Regions from separate parts of the Mus musculus genome. Here regions 1, 2, 4, 5, 6 and 7 are each linked to region 3. Evidence: chromatin contacts called from public ChIA-PET and HiChIP or PLAC-seq data. All regions are on one chromosome and are shown on one strand. Each heading gives the region's core, a stretch centred on a gene start, on an enhancer-like site or on the middle of the called end of the contact. The rest is flanking DNA. Distances are from core to core; before and after follow the strand shown. Region 1 has its middle 48 kb from the start of 4930556N13Rik. Region 2 holds the start of Scpep1 (serine carboxypeptidase 1). Region 3 holds the start of Mrps23 (mitochondrial ribosomal protein S23). Region 4 overlaps 4930556N13Rik (RIKEN cDNA 4930556N13 gene). Region 5 holds the start of Coil (coilin). Region 6 overlaps Scpep1 (serine carboxypeptidase 1). Region 7 holds the start of Mtmr4 (myotubularin related protein 4).

Region 1 (3,043 bases), core at 391-2,890, 600 kb before region 3:
CCAGTAGTTTCTGTGTCAGGGGATCTGATGCCCTTCCACAGACACCTATGCATAAGTGCACATACACATGTACATCATACACACACACACACACACCCTAAAACAAATCTAAAAAGTCCAAAAACAAACTAAATATCTAAATATCAGCTACAAGTATTAAGTCGGCTAACAAGGACCTCAACAGAAGATAATACAATGACTAGCTTCCCACGCACCAACAATAAACAGTTGGGAAGTGAATTTTAAAACTTACTATTGGGCCAATAAGATTGCTCAGTGGCTAGAGACACTTGTGCACAGGTCTAATGAGCTGAATTTCATAAGACAGCAAGAGAGAACTGACTCCTTTGACCAGTGTGTGTGTGTGTACACACGGATTTTTTTTCCAAATCCATATTAGTTACAGTGGTGTCACAAAAGCACAAAGATACTAAGAGAAAAAAAAATCTAACAATGGATTTATAGTATTCCTATGTGGAAACCCTGAGAGAATTTACAAGTCCCTTCTCCAATTCTGAAACACCAAAGGAGTGTCCAACAATCAAATTCAATTCTGATACCAGTTATCCAAGACTCCTCAGACCTCCCAAATCAAGGGGTTCTGCAACACCCCAGACTTAGCCACTAGGCACTAGTGCCATGCACCTGACCATAGATAAAGGGGTTTCCACAACTATTTCCTGACCTTCAGTCTTTCAGCAGAGTGACCAGTACTTAGCAAAACACTTTGTGCACCATTCTTTTTTTTTTTTTTTTTTTTTTGCTTTTTTCGAGACAGGGTTTCTCTGTGTAGCCCTGGCTGTCCTGGAACTCACTCTGTAGACCAGGCTGGCCTCGAACTCAGAAATCCACCTGCCTCTGCCTCCCGAGTGCTGGGATTAAAGGTGTGTCCACCATGCCCGGCTTGTGTACCATTCTTAACTGTAAGGCGTGTACCTGGTAGGAACGGAAGAGACACAAGGGTAGTGTGCATGATGAATATGTAAATATTTATCACAGATGGACATCATTGCCCCTCCCTGATCACCATCAGGAGGTGGTGGTAGTTGGTTAGTTCTGATTTGCAGTTAGTTTTTATTGCTCTGTCCAGAATGACCAAAGTTAATTGCCTCCCATCATCACCGTGGTCATGACTTGTGACATCATCTCAGAGTGGCTGTCCAGGGGTTCACATGGTCAAAGAGTCCCTGGAGTCAAACCAGAGCTGACAGCTGTACAGTGATGCCCTGACCTTGACCGTCCTAACATTTACACTAGCTAAACCGGACAATAGGCCTTCGCTTCCCGATTGCTCAGGTCTGAAACGTTAACAACAACTCCAGAGGACGTCGTGCTTACAACGAAAGCTCCGAAGAATTCATTTGAAGAAGCCACTTCGATTAATCTCGCATCTGGATAAAAAACGAAATTTGGGACCTCAATTACCTGATTGAGTCCCACGCAGCCCTCGCCAGCAGTAATATTAATGAGGGCAGCAATCACTTCTCCCACTCCGAGACCCGATTGCAATTCCATCCCCAGCAATCTGTCCTTCAAGTGCACCGGAAGTGGCTCTATTTTCTCCTCTGTTGGAGAGGCTCAGTTCTGAATCCTTAACCCTCTGTGCACCGCTGGCTGTAGAGAGCTCGCGATGCCGCAGTTCCGTGAGTCTGTTACAGTCAGGAGCAGGTGGGGATAATCACAGCCAACACTCACTTGGAAAATAGGCTTCACCATGCCCGCTAATCAACTGAGAAAACTGAGGTTGTTAAAGACGGAGTCTAAGCCATCCAGTGGTGGTGGCGCCGCTGCCGCCGCCGCCGCCTTTAATCCTGGCACTTGGGAGACAGAGGAAGGCAGATCTCAAGTGAATTTAAGGCCAGCCTGGTCTTCAAAGTGAGTTTTAGGACAGCCAGGCCAAGGATGAGAAGTTTAAGGCCAGCCTGTGGTCAGTGAGGGACAGAGATGAGTCAGGGATACTTGACTTTGTCGCCCACCTATGTTTGTTTTCAAAGATTTGCACGTTCCAGGGATGGAAACTTGTCCTTGGTTCATGGTAATGGAGGGTGATGAAGGTAAAGCCGGACTTTGAGGCTTTGTGGGGGGAGAAAGCTTTCTGCAGAGGAGAAGAGAGGCTGGGCAGCCATTCCACTAGCAACCCAAGCAGCAATCTGTGTCCCTGGCCTCTATTCCTCTGAAGCTCTCCTGTGGTGACCCTTGTCAATTATACCACTGGTGAAATATGGGTGGTGTGCTTCCGATCCCGCACCACCTGGTGTGCATCTGGTCAGCTGCCTGGTCACCGGCCATGCAGTCAGAGCGCGAGGAGCCCTCGGAGGAGGTGAATCAGCAGGATGAAGTCCCAGGAGCAAATCCTCATCAACAATGGTCAGGTGGTGGAGGCCAAGGCCGCGCACCAGGACAAGATGGAGAGCCTTCTCCAGCTCTGTACCCCTCAGACGCACCATCTGGCAACTGCTAGCCTGTCAGAAGACAGAGGGCCCTGTGCAAAGGTGAAGGGGGACAGCCTCCCTGCCTTTGCCATTGAAAAAAGAAGAGCCGGAAGGGCCTGGCGATGATCACTTATAATTTCAGTGCACAAAATTAGAGGCAGGTGGACCAAGAGTGCCAGTGAAGGGCTCCATGAGACATCTACTCTCTGACTATGGCCTTTGACTTGGGTCTAAGGGATACATGAGACACCTGCTCTCTGGCTATGGGGCTATGGTCTTTGGCTGGTAGTTAAGGGCTACATGAAACACCCATTTGCTAACTATAACCTTTGACTTGGGCCTAAGGGCTACACGAGGCATCCATTCTCTGGCTATGGCCTTTGTCTAGTTGCTAAGGGCTACATGAGACATCCATTCTCTGACTTTGGCTTTTTTTTTTTTTTTTTTGACTTCATTTTTGTTCTACTTTGATTTTCTGTTACTGTGATAGACACTATGACCACAAGCATTTGTGGAGAAAAGGGTTTATTTCAAATTCCATTCCCGGGACACGGCCCACCTTTGAGGAAGTCAGACAGGAACCGTGGAAGAACACTGCTTGCTAACTTGCT
Region 2 (3,065 bases), core at 498-2,997, 750 kb before region 3:
AGCCAGGGCTATATAGAGAAACCCAGTCTTGAAAAAAAAAACAAAAAACAAAAAACAAAAACAAAACCAAAAAAAAGGCTAGATTTTTCAGGCATTTGGCCCCACTCATGTTGGAGCAGGAGAAAAGTAGACAGCAGACTCCCACTTCTCTGCAGCCCTGCCCTCAGTGGCAACGTAGGACACAGGATACGCACTACACTTTCTAGAAGCTATAAAATCTACAGGTTGCAAAGAAAAACATTTCTGCTGATGCATAGGAGGCATGGGGGAGGATAAAAACCTGAGTCAGGGACACATTCTTTGTTCTTGCTTTCTTTTGTGAGTTTGTTATCTTAAAACAAAGTTTGCAGAGACAAAAGTCACTTCCAGGTAGCTCTTGCTGTTGCTTGGCTCTGTGAGGTGACTCAGTACCCCTAAAATATTCCGTAAAATAAAAATTTATCTTCAGACAGACATATCATACACACACACCTCTGCAGTCCATGTTTTCTTCAAATTCCTCTCCACAAGCCCTTGATACCTTCTTTTAAATAACTGCTTTGAAGATAGTATATCACACACAGTGATGTTGACCATGCTATCAAGAGAGAAAAAGTCCACTTTTTTTTTGCTGTGTTTAAAATACATAACCAAAAGTTATAGGATCTATATAGTAATTTTTTATGAATTACTAGTATATTAATGACACATGTGATTTGATAATAATATTTTCGATTCACTTTATCTATGTGAGCGTTTTGCCTGCAGGCTTATATATGCATCATATGTATGCTTGAGGAAGTGCCAGATCCCCTGGATCATGAGATGTGGAGTTCTGAATCTGTACGCCACCATGTGGGTCTTGGGAACCAAACTTGGGTCCTTTGGAAGAGCAACAATGCCCTTAACCCCTGAGCCACCACTTCAAAGTAATGGGTTTCTGAAAATAGAATCTAGACTCTTTCTTTCTCTCTTCTTTTCTTTCTTTCTTTCTTTCTTTCTTTCTCTCTCTCTCTCTCTCTCTCTCTCTCTCTCTCTCTCTTTTTCTTTCTTTCTTTCTGTTTTTTTTTTTTTTTTTTTTTTTTTTTTTTTTTGAGACAGGGTTTCTCTGTGTAGCCCTGGCTGTCCTTGAACTCACTCTGTAAACCAGGCTGGCTTGGAACTCAGAAATCCACCTGACTTTGCCTCCCAAGAGCTGAAATTAAAGGTGTGCGCCACCACTGCCCAGCTCTAGTCTTAAAAGACCTGCTGGTTCGTGCTTTAATCTGACTTCATCTTTTCAGATGCAATTTTTTAAAATTCTAGGCCTGAGACTATGGAGATGGCTCAGTAATTTAAGAGCACTTGTTGGTTTTCCAGAGGACTCAAATTCAGTTCCCAGCATCTGCACCGGCCACTCAAAAAGCCCTGTAACCCTAGCTCCAGAGAAACCCACTCCTTCTGCATAAACCCACACATGTGGCATATACATTCATACACACATATGCACATAAAATAATAAAAACAAGTCTTAAAAGATAAAACATAAGCCTTTTGTCGGAGAAGACAAACACGGGCCGGGCTGAGGGGATGGTGGTTATCCAGTTGTAGTTTTCTCAATTCTTCCCTACTTAGTAACCAAGGTCAGATGACATATTAACTGCCTCCTTTGTAGCACCTCCCTCGAGAGCCCTTTGTAGGAGGTCCTGGGTGGGTCCGACCGGCAGAGGGAGCGCGGAATCCTTAGGAGTGTCAGGGCCCACTTAGGCTCCGCCCCTGACTCCGCCCAGTCCCCGCGCAAGCCGTCACGCGATGGCCTTTGGCTCCTGCCTGTTGCTGATGTTGCGGCGGGGTTTTCATCATGGAGCTCTCGCGGCGGATCTGTCTCGTGCGACTGTGGCTGCTGCTCCTATCGTTCTTACTGGGCTTCAGCGCGGGTAGGTTCGTGAGAAAGACGCACCAACGGTGGGTGCCTCCTTCTCGAATTTGTTGATGCGTTCGCGTTTTTCTTTTTCTTTTTTTTAAAACACATTTCTTTCTCCCGCTTCTTCCCTTGAGAAATTTATATTGTTTCTGAACCTCTTAATTTTTATTTGTGTCTTAATTCAAAGTGCCTTTTCCTGCCCCTTCCTGATGCAGGGTGATTCCTGGAGATGGAAGTGTTTGTACAGAAACGTATGGTTTCAGGAAATTGCTGATGAGTGAGACTTCACGGTCTAAAGGCCACCTCCCCTTTCTCCTGTGGTTAGCTGCCTAGTGACGTTTTAGGGTCATTTGATTGAGCTGAGATTGGAGGCCAAAGAGACCTCTACAAATCCTTGCTTTGAAACAAAGCCTGCCACCTCTGCTGGTTTAGAAGAGACAAAATATCAGCTGACTGCTCTGGCCTATTTTTGGGCAAAAAAGAATTTTGTTTTGTGGAATGACTTGCAAATTGGCACATTTTCTTTCTTTCTTTTCTTCTCGTTTTTTTCCTTTTTTTCTTTTTGTTTGTTTTTCCAGACAGGTTTTTTTCTGTGTAGCCTTGGCTGTCCTGGAACTCTCTCCATAGACTAGGCTGGCCTCGGACTCTTACCTACCAAGTGTCTGGATTAACTCTCACTTTATTAAAGGAAAAAAATATATTTTGTCTTGCCTCCATGTCTGTCTGTGTACTACTTGTATGCCTGGTGCTCTGAGAAGTCAGAAGAGGGCTTTGGATCTCAGGAAAGCGAAGGTACAGAAGTTGTGAGCTGCCATGTGAATTCTGGGAATTAAACCCAGGTCCTCTGGAAGAGCAAGACAGTGAGAAAGTGATCTTACCAGCTGAGCCATCTTTCCAGCCTTTTAATTTAATTTCTTTCTTTCTTTCTTTCTTTTTTAATTTGTTTTGTGAGTGTCAAAGGGTGTGTGTGTGTGTGTGTAGTCAGAGGACAACACGGAGAAGTCAGTTTTTCTATGATGTAGCTCCCTGTGACTGAACTAAGGGTGCCAGGCTTGGTGGCCACTGTCTTTTATCTCCTGAGTCATCTCACCACCCCTGATTTTCAGTCTTTTTTTTTTTTTCAAAGATTTATTTATTTTATGTATATGAGTACACTGTAGCTGTGCAGATAGTTGTGAGCCAT
Region 3 (3,093 bases), core at 460-2,959:
ATCTGTAATGAGACCTGACGCTCCTTTCTTGTGTGTCTGAGACAGCTACAGTGTACTTATATATAATAATAAGTAAATCTTTTAAAAAGAAAGAAAGAAAGAAAGCACTTTCCTTCAGATTTCTAGTCATGGTTACTGTAAGTGCTTTCAACTTCTGAGCATCCTTTCCAGGGCGGCTTCAATAACTGTTAGACATTAAATCCTCAGACCATATTCCACCTATTTCCGCTTCCAAAGAAGCTACTGTGATAGCAGCAGCTTAAGTGTGGAGCCAGACGTGATTCTCAGATCCACCGCCCTCTGGGGTGGCCATGGTGGTTAACCTCCTTGAACCTGATAGTTCTCTTGAATAACACAGAGGCAATGATACCTGCCTTCGCGGACAGGGTTAGAGTAATAAAGTCTATGAGCTGATGTTTGTCAAGGGCTGATCAAGTACCTCATACAGAACAGAGGCCAGTTAACAAACACTTTATCTGCAACTTTGTCAGTTTAGTCTCCAGATTCCACTTCTTAGAACTTCTGTTTCTGGGCTGGAGAGATGGCTCAGTGGTTAAGAGCACTGACTGCTCTTCCAGAGATCCTGAGTTCAATTCCCAGCAATCACATGGTGGCTCACAACCATCTGTAATGCGATCTGATATCCTCTTCTGGTGGTCTGGTTGGCAGACTTCTACATGAGCCTTCCTCTCTGAAGGTCTGCGGCACCCTGCTCACTATAGGGGATAGACACTTACGCTCGAATCTGATCCTCCTGGTAAAAGATGTCCTGGATGTCAGCTTTGGCTTTGCCGTATCGCAAGCGGGGCCTTCGGAAGACAGGCTCTCTCAGGGGTGGAAAGGCCTTATATATGTCATACCACAGTGGCTTCTCTTTCAACACCCCGGCCCGCATCAGATCCCTCGTCCTTAGAAAGGGAACAGAACCAAGGTCAGTCGGTTACCACAGGGTTGTAAAGTCTCTGAATCAACTTAAACGAAGGAAAGAGCAGCCTGGTAGGGGTGAGCTGAAATGGGCCTCCCGCCTAAAGGAGGCACGGCCAATACACACAGCAACCTAGCATGGCCACAGTGTTAAGTCCAGTTGGTTAGCTCTCATGTAGCCTAGGCTAGACTTAAACTAAAGAGTGTGGCCAAGGATGACCTTGAATTTAGTGCCTCCCTGCACTTCCCTAGAGCTAGGATTACAGCGTGTCCACGCAGGCTTTTTGTTTTGACAGAAGTCCACCAGTAGCCTTGCTACGAAGCCAGGTTGGCCCCGGTCTTGTGGCAATCCTCCTGCCTCGCCTCCTAAGTGCCGAGACTACGCGCGCGAGCCACGACACACAGCTTCCATCTTCTTGCACGGGTCCCACCCACCGTTCCATAGTGAAAAAGCAAGACCTGTCCAGTCAGGCCCTTCAGCTTCTTTACTGTAGAAGGTCTCCACCGAAATGGGGTGGCGAGCACAATCTGACAGGACAGAAATCCAAGGGGACAGAGACAAACCACACCGATTCCGTGCCAAGGGCATCACCTGGCTCGGACACCCGCAACCGCATCCCCTAAGGATATGCCAGGAGGGTCGTGACCCGCTAGGAACTCTGCCCTCGCCCAACTCGGAGCACGCACCGGGAGAACACGCTCCCCACCGTCTCCAGCCGGCTCCCCGCCATGGCCACTTGGGCTAGAAAGCCTCGGGCTGTTACCGGAAGCGGAAGCGGCAGCAAGCAAGCCAAGGGGGAACAAGCGGCTGGCCGAGCCGAGGATGACAGTCCCGCCTCGACGTCATCCGGACGGCGGAACCAGGCAGAAGCAAACGATGGGCTGAGCAGGAGCCCTCAGGTCCTGCGTCCGGGTGGGTGGGGGTGGGGTGGGGTGGTCAGATACGAATAATCGATTCCCGAGCCAAAAGAGCGGGAGCGCGCCAAAGCTGCGCAAGAGTAGCAAACGACCGGTCCTGGGGAAAGGTGGAGTGTGGCGCCTGCTTTCTTCTCTCTAACTTTGCAAAGCTTCCTCCTCTCTGGCAGGGTGGAGGGAATAGTGTGGAGCTCGCCGGGATGCAGCACATCCTACAGTCAGGAACAGCTAGCCAATATGACATTTGAGGACACCAGGCTCGACTAAGCCTAATCTTAGCCACTCACACTACTCAGAAACTGAGACCCAAATAGGGGCGAAGTAACTTTTCCAAGTGACACGAGCCTCCAGGCCTCCTTCCTCGGCCTTTTGCGCCTTAAGCGGGGCTCAGCAGAGCAGTCTGTTTTCAGGCTCAGTGGAAAGCTGCCTGTAAGTAGTAGTTCCTCCGCTGGAGGCGTCCCTCGCCCGCCCGCTAGCGCTGGAGTTTTAAGAAGTAAAAGCCCAGAATGAATGCATTCGGAGGAAGAAAATAAAAATCTGGGGGAACGTAGTCTGTCATTGTTCAACTGTTCAAAGTATGGGTTTGGAGGAATATCCGTTGGAGAAGCACCCCTTAGAAATTTCATCAGGGTATTTGTGCGAAGAACATCATGGTTGATCGTAGTGACAAGATTTAAAAAAAAACAACAACAACAACAAAAACAAAACATCGGGCTGGAGAAAGAGTTCATCAGTTAAGAGCACTGACTGCTCTTCCAGAGGACCCAGATTCGAGTTCTAGCACACACAGGGTGACATAACCACCTGTCACTCTAGTCCCTGGAGATTTGATGTTCTCTTCTGAACACTGCAGGTACCAGGCATGTATGTGGTGTACAGGCTTACGTTCGTGCAAAATACTGATACACATGAAATTAATTAAAATTCATCATATGATCAGGAGGTGGTGGGTCATACCTTTAATCCCAGAACTCAGGAGACAGAGGCGGACGATCTCTGAGTTTGAGGCCAGTCTGGTGATGTACAGATCAAGTTGCAGGACAGCCAGGGCTACACAGTGAGATGCTGTCTAAGAAAAATAAAAAAACAAAAAACAGAAGAGCAACAACAAATATTTCATCGAATGAAAAGTAGTAGAGGATGTTAGCACACGCCTTTGATCCCAGCACTTGAGATGCAGAGGCAGGCAGATATTGAATATCTGTAAGTTAAGGCCAGCCTGACCTACATGGTGAGTTTCAGAAGCCAAGGCTG
Region 4 (2,829 bases), core at 99-2,598, 670 kb before region 3:
TCAGCCTTCCTCTTTCTTTCCTTTTCCCCCATCTCTTTCCTTCCTACCTTTCCCTTCTCTTCCTCTGTTTTCTCTTTCTTTCCTTCTATTTATTTATTTACTTATTTACTATATGTAAGTACACTGTCACTGTCTTCAGACACTCCAGAAGAGAGCGTCAGATCTCGTTACGGATGGTTGTGAGCCATCATGTGGTTGCTGGGATTTGAACTCAGGACCTTCAGAAGAACAGTCGGTGCTCTTAACCACTGAGCCATCTCACCAGCCCCTTTCCTTCTATTTATAGTTGAAGTCTGGGGATTCAGTCTAGGACTGTGTGCATGCATGCTGGGCAAGCACTCTACCACTGAGCTATATCCCCAGCCAAAATCTGTTTTTTAGTTTTTAATGGCTGCTAACATCACAAGACATCCATAGATACTTTTTTTTTTCCCAGCGCTGAAGATCTATCTCAGAGTCTTGCACATACCAGGCAAGAACTTTACTGAGCTAAACCCCTAATCCAATATAGACAAATTTTATGTATAAGTTACATAATAAGTTTTTAAGGGGCTGGCAAGATGGCTCAGTGGTTAAGAGCGCCGACTGCTCTTCCGAAGGTTCTGAGTTCAAATCCCAGCAACCACATGGTGGTTCACAACCATCCATAACAAAATCTGATGCTGTCTTCTGGTGTGACTGAGACAGCTACAGTGTACTTACATATAATAAATAATAAATCTTTTTTTAAAAAGTTTTTAAACCGGTAACTTCCCTGTTACCCTAATTCCCTCATTTCCAGAGAAAATGAAAGAAAAGGCATCCTAGCGCTCCTATCCCTCAGGAAAGGGAGGGTCACAGCTGCTCACAGTGGGAGACAGGCTCATAATCCCATCAGCACCGTCTACTAAGATGGAAATGCGACTTCCTTCTGCTTGCGCTTCTCCCCCTCAGCCGAGGCTGCCAGCTCTTCTTGCCAGGTTGTTATTTCCTTACATGGTACAGAACCACACGTGCGTCTGGAAAGCTGTCCTGTCTTGTTCTGCATTATATATTATAAAAACCTACAAATCATACAGAACACAACAAACGAGAAACGTAAAATCCCCAGGAGCAGGCTCGGGTTCTATGGGGGGCGGAGTTACGATTACTTATGTTTTCCTTGCGGGGCAGTTTCTGACCAGAGAGTATTTACTCTGGAGATTATCTGAGGGGATTAAAGCTGAGTGCCCCCCTCAGTAGATCTCACCCTGCGGTGCGTCCGACTTACGTGTGGAATAAATACAGGTTTGTCTCACCTGCAACCCTCTGAGTCTGCAGTGAGAAGCTCAGATGTGGCTCTAACTGCCCTCTGCACGCCGCTCTGCCACCCACTCCGCCGGCGCTGACCCTCTCCTTTGTCTTCTCTCCCTCCTTGCCCTCCCCCATTTTCCCCAAGTCTCAGGTAGCATCGCTTGAACTAAAATTTCCTCAGTAGGTCAGAATGACCTTGAAATCCTTATCCTCCTGCCTCAAGCTCTCAAGTGCTTGGATCACAGGTGCTCGTCACCACGCCCAGTGTACGGGGTACTGGGAACCGACTCAGGACTTCCTGCACTCTAGGTGGACGCTTACTAACTGAGATCTATCCTACCGGTTTTTTAGTTTTGGTTTTATTAAGACAAGGTCTCTCTGTGTAGTCTTGGCTGTCCTGGAACTCACAGAGATCCAAGTATCTATGCCTTCTGACTACTGGAATTAAAGGTGTGAGCCACCCCTCTGTTTTTTTGTTTTTGGGTTTTTTTGTTTTTTGTTTTTTGTTTTTAATAAGCCATTTCTTTTTTTCTCCCCACCCCTCTGTGCTGGAGATCACATCAGAGCCTTGAATAGGCTAAGCAAACACTTTGAACTCATCCCCAACCCCACTAAACCATTTTTTAATATGCCCCTTGCCTAATTTTTTTTTCTGATTTTGGTTTAAAAATAACAATAAGGAATATTTAAAAGGAAAACTAGTAATTCCAAATCAGTTGTCCAAGTACTAACATATTATTTCTGTGGCTCTATTCTTAATTATGTGTAAAGACCTTTAAAATTTGACACTAAGCACTTTGATACTTTTAAATTTTTTCATGCAGCCATATAGTGACAGAAATTGCTAAATAGTCCATCAAGAGTATTTACCTGTACCATAATTTAGCTAACCAGGTCCCTATTGGTGGGCCTTTCAGCTGTGACTTTATTTTTCAGTTCTCATAAAGAAAAACAGCAACAAGTTGTTGAACATAAGTGGATTTGGATTTTCTTTTGAGTCAGTTCCCTTGGGTAGTTTTGTGGGAAGCTGGTTATTGGGTCAAAGGATAGGAACTGGGTTTTTTTAATGACTCTAGTTAATGATTACTAAATTGCTTCCTCAGAGATTGAACAGATCTATAGAGCACCCTCTCCCTGGCATAATCCCTGAGGTTTCACGCACTGGTGGCCAGTACTACTACAGATGTAGCCCATTATCCCATGATAGATGGAAGAGATGGTGGTTCCATTTTATCAGTCACATTACCTTACTGAGAAGGCGAGAACCCTCACGTGTACCTTAAACCATTTCTAGATATCTCATAATATCTAACATAGCATAAATGCCTTGGAGTTAGTTGTTTTAGTGCATTGGTTAGGGGATATAGTGACTAACAAGAAAAAAGTTCATACAGGTTCAGAATAAATAATGTTGTTTTTTTTTTTTTTTGAGATAGGGTCCTAGCTATCCTAGGACTCACTATGTAGATCAGGCTAGCCTTGAACTCATAGAGATCTGCACGCATCTGCCTTCTGATTGCTGGGATCAAAGGTGTGCATCCTATGCTAGGCTTAGTT
Region 5 (3,023 bases), core at 60-2,559, 770 kb before region 3:
CACTGTAGTCGCTCCTGGATACTCACTTCAGTGACAACGATTAAATTCTCCTTCTTGTTGTTTTGAGACAGGTTTCTCTACCCAGCCCTCACGAGGGTGGCTTCAAATTCAGAGATCTGCCTGCCTCTGCCTTCTGAGAGTTAGGATACAAGGTGTACGCCACCTCCACTCGGGCCTCTCTCTCTCTCTCTCTCTCTCTCTCTCTCTGTCTCACATTTGTTTCTTTTGTTTTCCAAGACAGGGTTTCTCTGTGTAGCCCTGGCTGTCCTGGAACTCACTCTGCAGACTAGGCTGACCTCAAACTCAGAAATCCACCTGCCTCTGCCTCCCGACTACTGAGAGTAAAGGCGAGCGCCACCACGCCCAGCCTGATTTTACCTTTTTTCTTTTTTAAACAGCTCTCACATATGCCAGGCTGACCTATGTAGCCAAGGATACTTTGAACTCCTGATCCTCCTGTCTGTCTTCACCTCCTCAGTGCAGGGATTCCTGGTTAGCCAGCTGGGAATCAAATCTAGGGCTTTGAGATGCAAGCAGTCAAGCTACTGAAACACACAGCCTTCTGTGTGACACGTGAAACGCATTCCGATACCAATTGGATGGGACCCAATGACACCTGAATGAGACACAGAAATCCACCAGAAGTGGACACTGCCAAGGCGCTAAGGTGGGCCATTCCATACATTACTCAGAAAACATCTCTGCTTCCTGCCTGCAAGTGCAGCCCAGAGAAGGCGGGTCTGTGGCATATTTGCGCCATGCACACTGCACACAGAGCCTGGCAGAGTGAGTACTGGCCCTGCTCTTGAGCACCGGAGCTGCTCCAAGTTTAGTCCCCCTGAAATGAGAAGCGTCCCGGGGAACCCGGGGAAGGATGCTCCATCCTGGGCTGGACCACTCAGGATCTCGCGAACCTGCCTTTCCGCAGCTGGCTAGCTCGCTACCCGGATCCTGCATCCTGCGGTCCAGCAAGCGCCCCCCACCCGCACCCGCACCCCGAGCCGCGCGCCCCCACCCCCACCCCCGCGCGCTCCCGCGCACCTGAGGCTGTCGTTGTCTCTCACCAGGCGCGCGCTCTCGGCAGGGGGCAGCAGCCCCCCTTCCAGATAGAGGCCCAGGAGCGCCCCGGAACTGAAGCCGAAGCGCTGGCGGATGAGACTGATGAGATCCGTGACAACTCGACATCTGTTCAGGTCCACCAGAAGCCAGAAGACCGTGCAGTGTGGAGTGGCCGGCGGCGGGTAGTCAAATTGAAGCCGTAGCCTAACCGTCTCGGAGGCTGCCATCTTGCTCATGCTCGACGGAAGCCGAGAGGTTCCAAGGGCTTTCGCAGCGGCGTGGTCCGGCGGCCCGCCCCCAGCAGCAGCTAGCGTGCGCCGCCTGGGGGCGCAAGTAGGTCTGTAAGGCTCCCCTCGCGAGCTCCCCATTCTTTCTCAGGGCTGAACATACATGCAAGTTGACTGTCAGGATAGCTGCTACGATATCGGTTCGTGTAATTAAACAGAAACAAACCAAAAATCTATAAAATTAATAAGCAGCAAGCCTGACTCGAACCCCTGTAATAGGTTTTTACTTTTCTACCAAAAAGGTCAGGAAAGCACCAAATTGTGGTGCGTGTCCAAGCAGAAAATGAGACATTCTCGTGATGCGAGACTTAAAGTTCTCATAAGACTGTTTAAAACTCACACACACACGTCCTTGGGGGCCTCAGGGAGTTCAGTGTGTCCTCTGTCCCTGACCAGATCAAGTGCTTTCCTCATCTTGAGGCAGAACAGTATTCTGAAAGTGTTGACGGTCCAGAGAGTCAGAAAGCTAAATAAATAGGAAGATTTTCTTTAAAAGATTTATTTATTATATATAAGTTACACTGTAGTTGTCTTCAGACACTCCAGGTGGTGCCTAGGTACCCAGAGAAGACACTCAGGAACCACACCATTCACTCCAGAGCCTGCTGTTCCCGACCAGTCCTGCCTGTAGCAGGCCCTATCATCCCAGAGGGAATCATCCCCTACGGACGCCCTGTTCTAGCTTTGTTCCTTTCTCCTCAGGGATGGCTGCTGCTGGCTGCTGGCTGCTGGCCACCTCCAGTCGAGAGGTAGAATACAGTATGACGCGAGAGCAGTATTTGTGCTTTTAGGGTTATTTAATATTTATTTTAAAAGACAGCCAATTTATTTATTTATTTTCAACTAGAGAATGGGTCTCTAGGTCTCTAGGAATTGGCTGTGGGGCCCTCACTGCACATCTTGTTCCTTAGCACTGTTTCCAGAATCCTTCCTCACGTCTGGAAGAGGTGGAGGAAAAGATTAGGGGTGGATCTCCAGGCCTTCAAAGACATCTCCTGTTCTGAAGGCCAGGCCCACTGTGGCTGGGGTCTCTGGCCTTGCTACCTGAAAAGTGAAGCCACATTCCCTCAGAGTTTTCATCTCATCAAGGAGCTGGTTGTCCTTGAACAGCAGCTGCTCCTCAGGAGGCCTCTTCATGATGCCCTCAATGATGCGCTTGAGCTCCCACACCGTGCTTGACTCCTTGGCATCAGTGAAGATGGTGGTCTTCTTGTGTCGGATCACAAGAAACACAAACAACCCTGTGTCTGCTTGTGACTCCATGCACCTCACTGGACCTGAGAAGTGTCAACAACAGACTTTAAGTCTTTTCATTGCTCTGGGGCTGAGTTTCTCTGACCCTGACAGGAAAGGCTGGTTTCAATTGGATATCTGCACCTGCAGGAGGCCTCTTAGGGTGTTGTTAATCTGAATTCATTAGTCTAATGCTGGTCTTTGCCCCACCTTATGCATATTGCAGAGGGCTGAGGCCTTCTGGATTATTTCTAGGAATAAACAAAACAGATTCTAGGAACACCTACCCTATAATCCCTTTCCAAATGCCCTTGCTTACCACAGTTAAGACATCTGACAGTTTGATTTTTTTTCTTAAGACTTTTAGAATTTACTATCAGATTAGCATCATAAATGTGAGATCCAATATCTCTAATCTATTCTATTGGTGCTGATGGTGCCTAA
Region 6 (2,792 bases), core at 70-2,569, 730 kb before region 3:
GTGGCGTGTGATTGGTTGTAGGATTGGTTGCATAAGGACTATTACACCCCTTACCTTTGTGACACATTGACAAAATAAGAGTAGGGCATGGTAGAGCTGGGCATGGTGGTGCTCACCTTTAATCCCAGCACTTGGGAGGCAGAGGCAGGTGGATTTCTGAGTTCAAGGCCAGCCTGGTCTACAAAGTGAGTTCCAGGACAGCCAGGGCTACACAGAAACCCTGTCTCGAAAAACTAAACAAGGGCTGGTGAGATGGCTCAGTGGGTAAGAGCACCCGACTGCTCTTCCGAAGGTCTAGAGTTCAAATCCCAGCAACCACATGGTGGCTCACAACCATCAGTAACAAGATCTGACGCCCTCTTCTGTGTCTGAAGACAGCTACAGTGTACTTACATATAATTAATAAATAAATAAATAAATAAATAAATAAATCCCCTTTATAAAAAAAAAAGAAAAGAAAAGAAAAACTAAACAAAAGAGTAGGGCATGGTAGTACATGGCTGGAAATCCCAGAACCAAGGAGGCTGATAGGAGCGTCACAAGTTTGAGGCCAGTCTGGGCAATTTAGCAAAAAGTGTCTCTTAAAAAAAAAAAAAAAATCTGGGCATGGTGGCGCACGCCTTTAATCCCCAGCACTTGGGAGGCAGAGGCAGGTGAATTTCTGAGTTCGAGGCCAGCCTGGTCTACAAAGTGAGTTGTCCAGGACAGCCAGGGCTACACAGAGAAACCCTGTCTCGAAAAACCAAAAATAAATAAATAAATAATAATAAAGGGCCGGGGAGAGGCCCAATGGGGCCCAGTGGTTGAGGGTGCTCGCCATCAGGCCTGATGAGCTAAGCTCAGTCTCCGGGACTCACGTGCTGGAAGGAGAGAACTGACTCTCTGAAGTTATCCATCCTCTGGCCTCTATGCATGCGCCACAGCGTGCACCACGGCGTGCATCTGTCCCCTGCCCACCTATCAGTAAATAAACAGAAGTTTTAAAATTATGATCTAAAAAAATGGTTACATGTAAGGTGCTAGATAGGGTTTGCCATGTGTGTTTTGCTCTGAAGGTCACCATGTGGAAATACTTGGGTCTTTGGAGGCCAAATCCAGCAGAAACCTTGGATAAGTTCCTACTTAGTCCCTTGGGGATCTTTGAACAAGCAGGGTAGCATTTGTTTGGTTTACATCCAAGATACCCCAGGACTACCGGGTCAAGGAGTCCCCTTTCTTCCGTGTAGCTGCTGAGGGCTTTGTTTTGACCTCTGTCTTGACTTCGTTAGGGGGTCGTGGGTTACTCTATCACAATCTGCATTGTAGTGGGCTGGCCTGATGCTGTTTATATGCTAATGCTAGTACTGATGCCAGAGAGAAGAGAGTTTGCAAGTAGACCTAGGTGACCTAATGCTATGTGACCTTGCCCCCACGGTATTTCTGATTGGTAAATAAAGATGTTGACAGCCAATAAATAGCTGGGCAGAAGAGATGTAGGTGGGATTTAGGGTTCCAGGGCCTGGGGATTTGAAGGAGACCACAAAAGGTAAAAGAAGTGGAGGAAAAGCCACCATGGGTTAAATGAGTCATGAAAATGTGGCCCTGAGGGAGAGCAGCCCCAATGAAACATAGTAACAAATAACTTGGGGTTATCGATAGGGAAGTAGATTCTAATAACATAGAGGGTAGATATTTGACCAGCTCTTGTGCTAATTGAGGCTTATTATAAATATAAAGGTTGTGTGTGTCTTGTTTTGTTTTGTTTTGTTTTGTTTTTCAAGACAGAGTTTCTCTGTGTAGCCCTGGCTGTCCTGGTACTCACTCTGTAGACCAGGCTGGCCTCAAACTCAGAAACCTGCCTGCCTTTGCCTCTCAAGTGCTAGGATCAAAGGTGTGCGCCATCACTGCCCAGCTATATGCGTCTTTTATCCAGGAACTAAATGGTCACAGACGGGATAGAAAGCCCCACATTAGGATTTAAAATGTCTACAATACTTTAAGCATATCCCTGACTAGCATACAAATCAATGAGACTCAAACTATGGTTATTTTTACTTGGCTTTGACAATTACTGGGGGGTAACCCGTAATCTACTCTTCCAACTGGTGGCTTGGCCACCTCCCCAATGGTGTATCCCAGATACTTGCTGGGTTGTTTTGTTTTGTTTTCTGGCCTTGGTACCACTTAGCACTCTGGTGCAAAGCAGTTTATTTCCGAGTGGAACAGCTGAAAGCTTTCTGGGCCTCTGCCTCTCTGTTTCCTTCTGCAGATTTTAGCTCCTCGTTGCACATGGCACGTACCATCAGCACGCGCTCCCAAGCAAAGGGACAGTGTGCACTATTTTTATTTCCTTCTTGCTGGCCAGTTGGTCCCTCTGTGGAGCACCTGTCACTCAGCATTGCTTCCTAGGTGTAGGGGTGAGTTTAGCTACACCTGTTTGGCTCCTGGCTGGTTGAATGTGCGTACCTGCCCAAGAGCTATTTGGATTCTCAAATAAAAGACTCATGCGTGATCACCAGCCAGTCAATATTAATGTGCCTTGACTTGCTCAAAGGCTGGGCAGTTCTACTCCTCTGACCAGCTAGCATAGATTTCCCTCCAGTATTCCTGGCTCCTAAACCTTCCCCTGCTACCCCAGGCCCAATTTAGGAAGTGGCCAGTAGCTGTTGGTTCTTTATTGATTGATAAAAAAACAATCGGGGACAAGAACCTTCAGGGTTTGGACATACAGATTCCAGAATTTGGAGGTTGAATCAGTTCAAAGCCATAGAACTCACACATACACACACACACATACACACACACACACACAC
Region 7 (3,203 bases), core at 444-2,943, 610 kb after region 3:
AGCTGCTGAGCCCAGTGCTATATAGTGCCCGATATATATTTTTTTCAATCCTAAGAAACCATAAGCTAGATACATAGCTCAGTGTTAGAGTACTTGCCTATCATGTACAAGGCCCCACACTGCATTCACCTGCAATCTTAACACTTAGGAGATGGAGGGAGAAAGAGGGATTGCCCACAAGTTCAAGGCTGGCATGGGCTACATGTCTAGTACCAGGCTAACCAAAACTCTACAGCAAGAACCTGTCTCAAAACAACACTGCCCATCCAAAAAAAAAAAAAAAAAAAAGCATCAGGGCAAATGAGCCTGTTTAGGAAGTGAACAGAGTAACCAGGGGCACTAGGGCCAAGAGAGGTGGGGCAGCTTCCCTGAGTCAGACTGGAGGATGAGACACACAGTGGTATGAGGGAAAAGGAGCTACTCACCATTCTACCTTGGCGAGGGTCCTGGCTGCCTGCTCCTGCTCGTCACTAAAGGAGACAGAACACAAGAGGAAAGTGCACGGTCATTAACATCACCATAGAATCAACGATTGTCACACGGGTCTACCCCTGAACTTCTCTGCAACTCATTTTCCTCCACCACAGAGGATCCGGCGTCTCAAAAAGTCACCACACCAGTCAGGCAATGGAAGAAGCAACAAGTGACCCTGCCCGGTGAGAATTCCACCACAAAAGTTCCTGAGCAAGGCTAAGTATCATCCTAGCTTACTCAGCAGAACTCAAACGTTCTGATCCCCACACCCAGCAGTAGAGCACTCCAAACCCTGCTCTCTACAAAAGAGAAGAAATTCCAACTCTGAAGAGACAAAGACTGCCCAACTGGGACTCACTTTTGGCCCTGGTAGGGGCATGAATCCACAGGGCAGTTCGGCCAGTCTCTGAGTCTAGGAGTAGCACCCACCTGACCTGTTACTGGGGGCAGAGTCCAGAGCAGAGGACAAGAGGGAGAGGACCACAACCTGTGATAAAAGAGCAGCAGGGTTGGCCCGGTCCTGCTGAGCATACTTGAGACCAAGTAGGTGAAGGTTTGAGGGAGGAGGCCACACAACAGGAGCAGAATTAGGCCAGTCCGGCCTGGGAGACAACATCTGTCAAATGGGTCGAATTAACAAGGATTTCAAGTTAAGGCCTCCTGGGCCCACTTAGGGAGCCAGGTCTGAATTTCACCGACACTCCTTCATGTTTGGTATGCTCGAGGGGTGTGCAGCAGAGCCCCATAGGAGGCTACGGCGATTAAAGCCTCCATTGTGATCCTACCAACCTTCCCTCCCTCACGGGGGAGCCCGCAAGCGGCCAGCCGGAGGTGCTGCCTCACGGCTCCCTGGCTCGCGGCCTGAGAAACAGAGAGAGGAAGGGAGCGACAAGGACCAGGCCTAGGAGGCCCAGGGTTCTCACAGTTAGGGACTCTGGTCTTAGGGTGGGGGGTGGGGGAGGATGGGCTAAGCAGCCAGGAGATCCAGGTGCCCAGGTTTTAGGGGCGGGGCCAAGGCCTCGGAGGCGGAGCCCCAAATGACAGAGGGCGGGACTCAAGAGAGCCGGCGAGGGCCGGGCAGGACTTGGTCGTTGTGGTTCCCAGGCTGGCAGTGCACGGGGTACAGTGACTCACCCAGGCGGCGTCCGCCCGACCCTCCAAAGCCGCGCTCTCACCACTTCCGTCTCCCGCAGCTGCTGAGGCCGCGCAGCTCGAACCCCACCACGGTCCCTTGTCCCCAACCAATCGTATCTCTAGCCTCTACCCGCCCTGGCCAATAGCCACGCGAAGTCCCGCCCTGCCTCACCACGCAGCCGCCGCCCTCACTCTCCACGCTGCTCACTGGTCCAGTGGGCAGACGCCCTCTCAGCTTGTAACCTATCCGGCACCCGGAGACCAGACAGTACCCGGAGGGAGGAGGCTTGGCGCCAGAGAGCAGACACGACCAATAGGAAATCACAGCGCGTCCCTCTGGCAGCCAATGGGAGAGGAGTAAGAGGGGTCGCAGCCTAGGGCTCCGGGGACAGGAAGTACGGCCGCCCGTCGCCTACTGGTAGCGCAACTGGGGGGCGGGACATTGCAGGGAATGGTAGCAGTCACTTCCGGTGACGACCCCGCCCGAGAGGTAGTTCGCAAATGACCTCGCGGTGGCTCAGCGTTTTAACCCAGTGGTGTTTCTGTTTTGCTCCAGTAATGCGAGAAAGGAAGGGTAGCATGCCGGCTAGGAAAGGGGAAGGTCCCTTCCCAAACTCTCGGTTCCATCACTCTCGTGTTTCGTCGCCCGGTCGATGGAAAAGAAAATCCTGGATTTTTTTTTTTTTTTTTTGTCTGCGAAAGAGAAGAGCTGGGTTCGGGAACTGCTGAAGCCACAGGAATGGAAAACGTGAAAGACCCTCCTAGAAGGCCTGGGAGGAAGGAGCTCTCGGACTGGCAGCGCTGGCGGTTCCCTTTGCGTATCTGGACTGGTTGTTAACGACCGACCAACCTTGCCGTCCTTCGAGACCTGCATTGCCGCCAGTCCAGAGTCTCTCAGCCAAGAGAGAAAAACTGGGTCTGACTGCCATTAGCTAGCTGCGGCTTCTTAGTCTGTAAAAGGGGTAGAGGGACAAGACTGAAGCGCCTGGAGCCAGCACCGGGACGCAGGTCACCAGTAACGCTGGAGGTCTCCGTGATCCGCGCCACTACTAACCAAACTGAAGTGGCAAAGAGTCCTATTCTCGGCGGATAGTCCGAGTCCTGGAGTGGGTCTAGGCCCTGAGATCCTAGGCTAGTGTCCTCACGTCTTGGTTTCTGAAGTACTTACAGTTACTAAGTCATAGGAAAACAGAAATCTCTCCTGAGTTCACTGTTTTAGTTACAGGGTCTAGAACCCGGGTCTAACCTAGCGCATGCGTGATACTGAGCTCCTTGGAGACTATGGCATTTTGTTTTTCCCTATGTCCCAGCACTCTAATTACAGGACCTTCAGAATTTGTTCAGCACTGTACCACAAGCTTCCTGGAATTTGGAGCTTAATTCTGCATATCTATTTACCCAAATCTGGGGAAAGGCGGAAATCAGAGGTTGCCAGGTAGTTAATACCTTGTTTTTCCCAAGAGCAGCTACAAAATGAAGGTATTGTATACGGGAAACATGGAGGCTTGAGGCTCAGAAAGTGGAGCCAGAGTAGAAATGGTCAATAGGACAAGCTATGTTGTAAGCTGAGTGAACTCTATAAGCGAAAGGGAAAT

What was found. ChIA-PET counts read pairs in DNA pulled down with a chosen protein or histone mark. HiChIP or PLAC-seq counts read pairs in DNA pulled down with a chosen protein or histone mark.
Region 1: an H3K4me3 HiChIP or PLAC-seq map of embryonic basal ganglia shows a contact between it and region 3, with 7 times the contacts expected there. The contact joins the enhancer-like site here to the promoter of Mrps23 in region 3. A contact is called at or near these places in 15 of 39 promoter capture datasets (the C10 cell line, the HPC-7 cell line, HPC-7-derived erythroid cells and 12 more), 7 of 484 Hi-C or Micro-C datasets (bone marrow-derived macrophages, cerebellar granule neurons, embryonic fibroblasts and 2 more), 18 of 115 datasets of contacts at active chromatin or transcription factors (the 230-238 cell line, the SCID.adh cell line, bone marrow-derived macrophages and 12 more) and 1 of 9 other capture datasets (adipose tissue).
Region 2: a contact with region 3 is called in an H3K4me3 HiChIP or PLAC-seq map of neural tube, with 4 times the contacts expected there. The contact joins the promoter of Scpep1 here to the promoter of Mrps23 in region 3. A contact is called at or near these places in 2 of 39 promoter capture datasets (cranial neural crest and macrophages), 3 of 484 Hi-C or Micro-C datasets (cerebellar granule neurons, cortical neurons and lens fibers), 12 of 115 datasets of contacts at active chromatin or transcription factors (bone marrow-derived dendritic cells, bone marrow-derived macrophages, craniofacial prominence and 7 more) and 2 of 9 other capture datasets (liver and macrophages).
Region 4: a contact with region 3 is called in a FOXA1 HiChIP or PLAC-seq map of pancreatic cancer cells. The contact joins the enhancer-like site here to the promoter of Mrps23 in region 3. A contact is called at or near these places in 16 of 39 promoter capture datasets (the 3T3-L1 cell line, 3T3-L1-derived adipocytes, the C10 cell line and 10 more), 2 of 484 Hi-C or Micro-C datasets (B cells and embryonic stem cells), 19 of 115 datasets of contacts at active chromatin or transcription factors (bone marrow-derived macrophages, embryonic basal ganglia, embryonic forebrain and 13 more) and 1 of 9 other capture datasets (liver).
Region 5: an H3K4me3 HiChIP or PLAC-seq map of forebrain shows a contact between it and region 3, with 5 times the contacts expected there. The contact joins the promoter of Coil here to the promoter of Mrps23 in region 3. A contact is called at or near these places in 10 of 39 promoter capture datasets (the 3T3-L1 cell line, the C10 cell line, cranial neural crest and 6 more), 1 of 15 datasets of contacts at CTCF or cohesin (large pre-B cells), 1 of 484 Hi-C or Micro-C datasets (cumulus cells), 14 of 115 datasets of contacts at active chromatin or transcription factors (T-cell acute lymphoblastic leukemia, astrocytes, bone marrow-derived dendritic cells and 9 more) and 2 of 9 other capture datasets (liver and pancreatic islet).
Region 6: a contact with region 3 is called in an H3K4me3 HiChIP or PLAC-seq map of embryonic stem cells, with 4 times the contacts expected there. The contact joins the enhancer-like site here to the promoter of Mrps23 in region 3. A contact is called at or near these places in 4 of 39 promoter capture datasets (the HPC-7 cell line, cranial neural crest, frontonasal cranial neural crest and 1 more), 1 of 15 datasets of contacts at CTCF or cohesin (large pre-B cells), 2 of 484 Hi-C or Micro-C datasets (cortical neurons and lens fibers), 6 of 115 datasets of contacts at active chromatin or transcription factors (bone marrow-derived macrophages, embryonic basal ganglia, embryonic stem cells and 2 more) and 2 of 9 other capture datasets (embryonic stem cells and macrophages).
Region 7: an RNA polymerase II ChIA-PET map of memory CD8 T cells shows a contact between it and region 3, with 11 read pairs. The contact joins the promoter of Mtmr4 here to the promoter of Mrps23 in region 3. A contact is called at or near these places in 3 of 39 promoter capture datasets (hippocampal neurons and liver) and 2 of 115 datasets of contacts at active chromatin or transcription factors (embryonic limb bud and memory CD8 T cells).

Annotation. Positions count from the first base shown.
Region 1 is chr11:88,802,003-88,805,045 of GRCm38.p6, reverse strand. No RefSeq gene overlaps it. Among named protein-coding and RNA genes, the nearest start is that of 4930556N13Rik, 48 kb to the left of the region's middle. Within about 2 kb of position 1,640, at least 20 of the 459 cell types and tissues checked have an H3K27ac peak or open chromatin away from gene starts, as enhancers often do. A contact at or near this core is called in muscle stem cells, where this site is marked.
Region 2 is chr11:88,954,124-88,957,188 of GRCm38.p6, reverse strand. It overlaps Scpep1 (serine carboxypeptidase 1), which reads left to right and starts at 1,747. Exons shown (of 13, transcript NM_029023.3): 1 at 1,747-1,895. The coding sequence starts at 1,820.
Region 3 is chr11:88,203,004-88,206,096 of GRCm38.p6, reverse strand. Mrps23 (mitochondrial ribosomal protein S23) reads right to left here and starts at 1,709. Exons shown (of 5, transcript NM_024174.6): 1 at 1,612-1,709; 2 at 738-908. The coding sequence starts at 1,655.
Region 4 is chr11:88,871,925-88,874,753 of GRCm38.p6, reverse strand. All of the region lies in intron 3 of 4930556N13Rik (RIKEN cDNA 4930556N13 gene), which reads right to left. Among named protein-coding and RNA genes, the nearest start is that of Akap1, 8.8 kb to the right of the region's middle. Within about 2 kb of position 1,348, at least 32 of the 459 cell types and tissues checked have an H3K27ac peak or open chromatin away from gene starts, as enhancers often do. A contact at or near this core is called in liver and pancreatic cancer cells, where this site is marked.
Region 5 is chr11:88,972,221-88,975,243 of GRCm38.p6, reverse strand. It overlaps Coil (coilin), which reads right to left and starts at 1,309. Exons shown (of 7, transcript NM_016706.2): 1 at 1,042-1,309. The coding sequence starts at 1,295. It also overlaps the pseudogene 2210409E12Rik.
Region 6 is chr11:88,930,453-88,933,244 of GRCm38.p6, reverse strand. All of the region lies in intron 10 of Scpep1 (serine carboxypeptidase 1), which reads left to right. Scpep1os (serine carboxypeptidase 1, opposite strand) reads right to left here. Exons shown (of 5, transcript NR_045955.1): 4 at 858-957. Among named protein-coding and RNA genes, the nearest start is that of Scpep1, 24 kb to the left of the region's middle. Within about 2 kb of position 1,319, at least 12 of the 459 cell types and tissues checked have an H3K27ac peak or open chromatin away from gene starts, as enhancers often do. A contact at or near this core is called in embryonic stem cells, where this site is marked.
Region 7 is chr11:87,590,656-87,593,858 of GRCm38.p6, reverse strand. Mtmr4 (myotubularin related protein 4) reads right to left here and starts at 1,693. Exons shown (of 19, transcript NM_133215.2): 1 at 1,609-1,693; 2 at 426-470. The coding sequence starts at 428.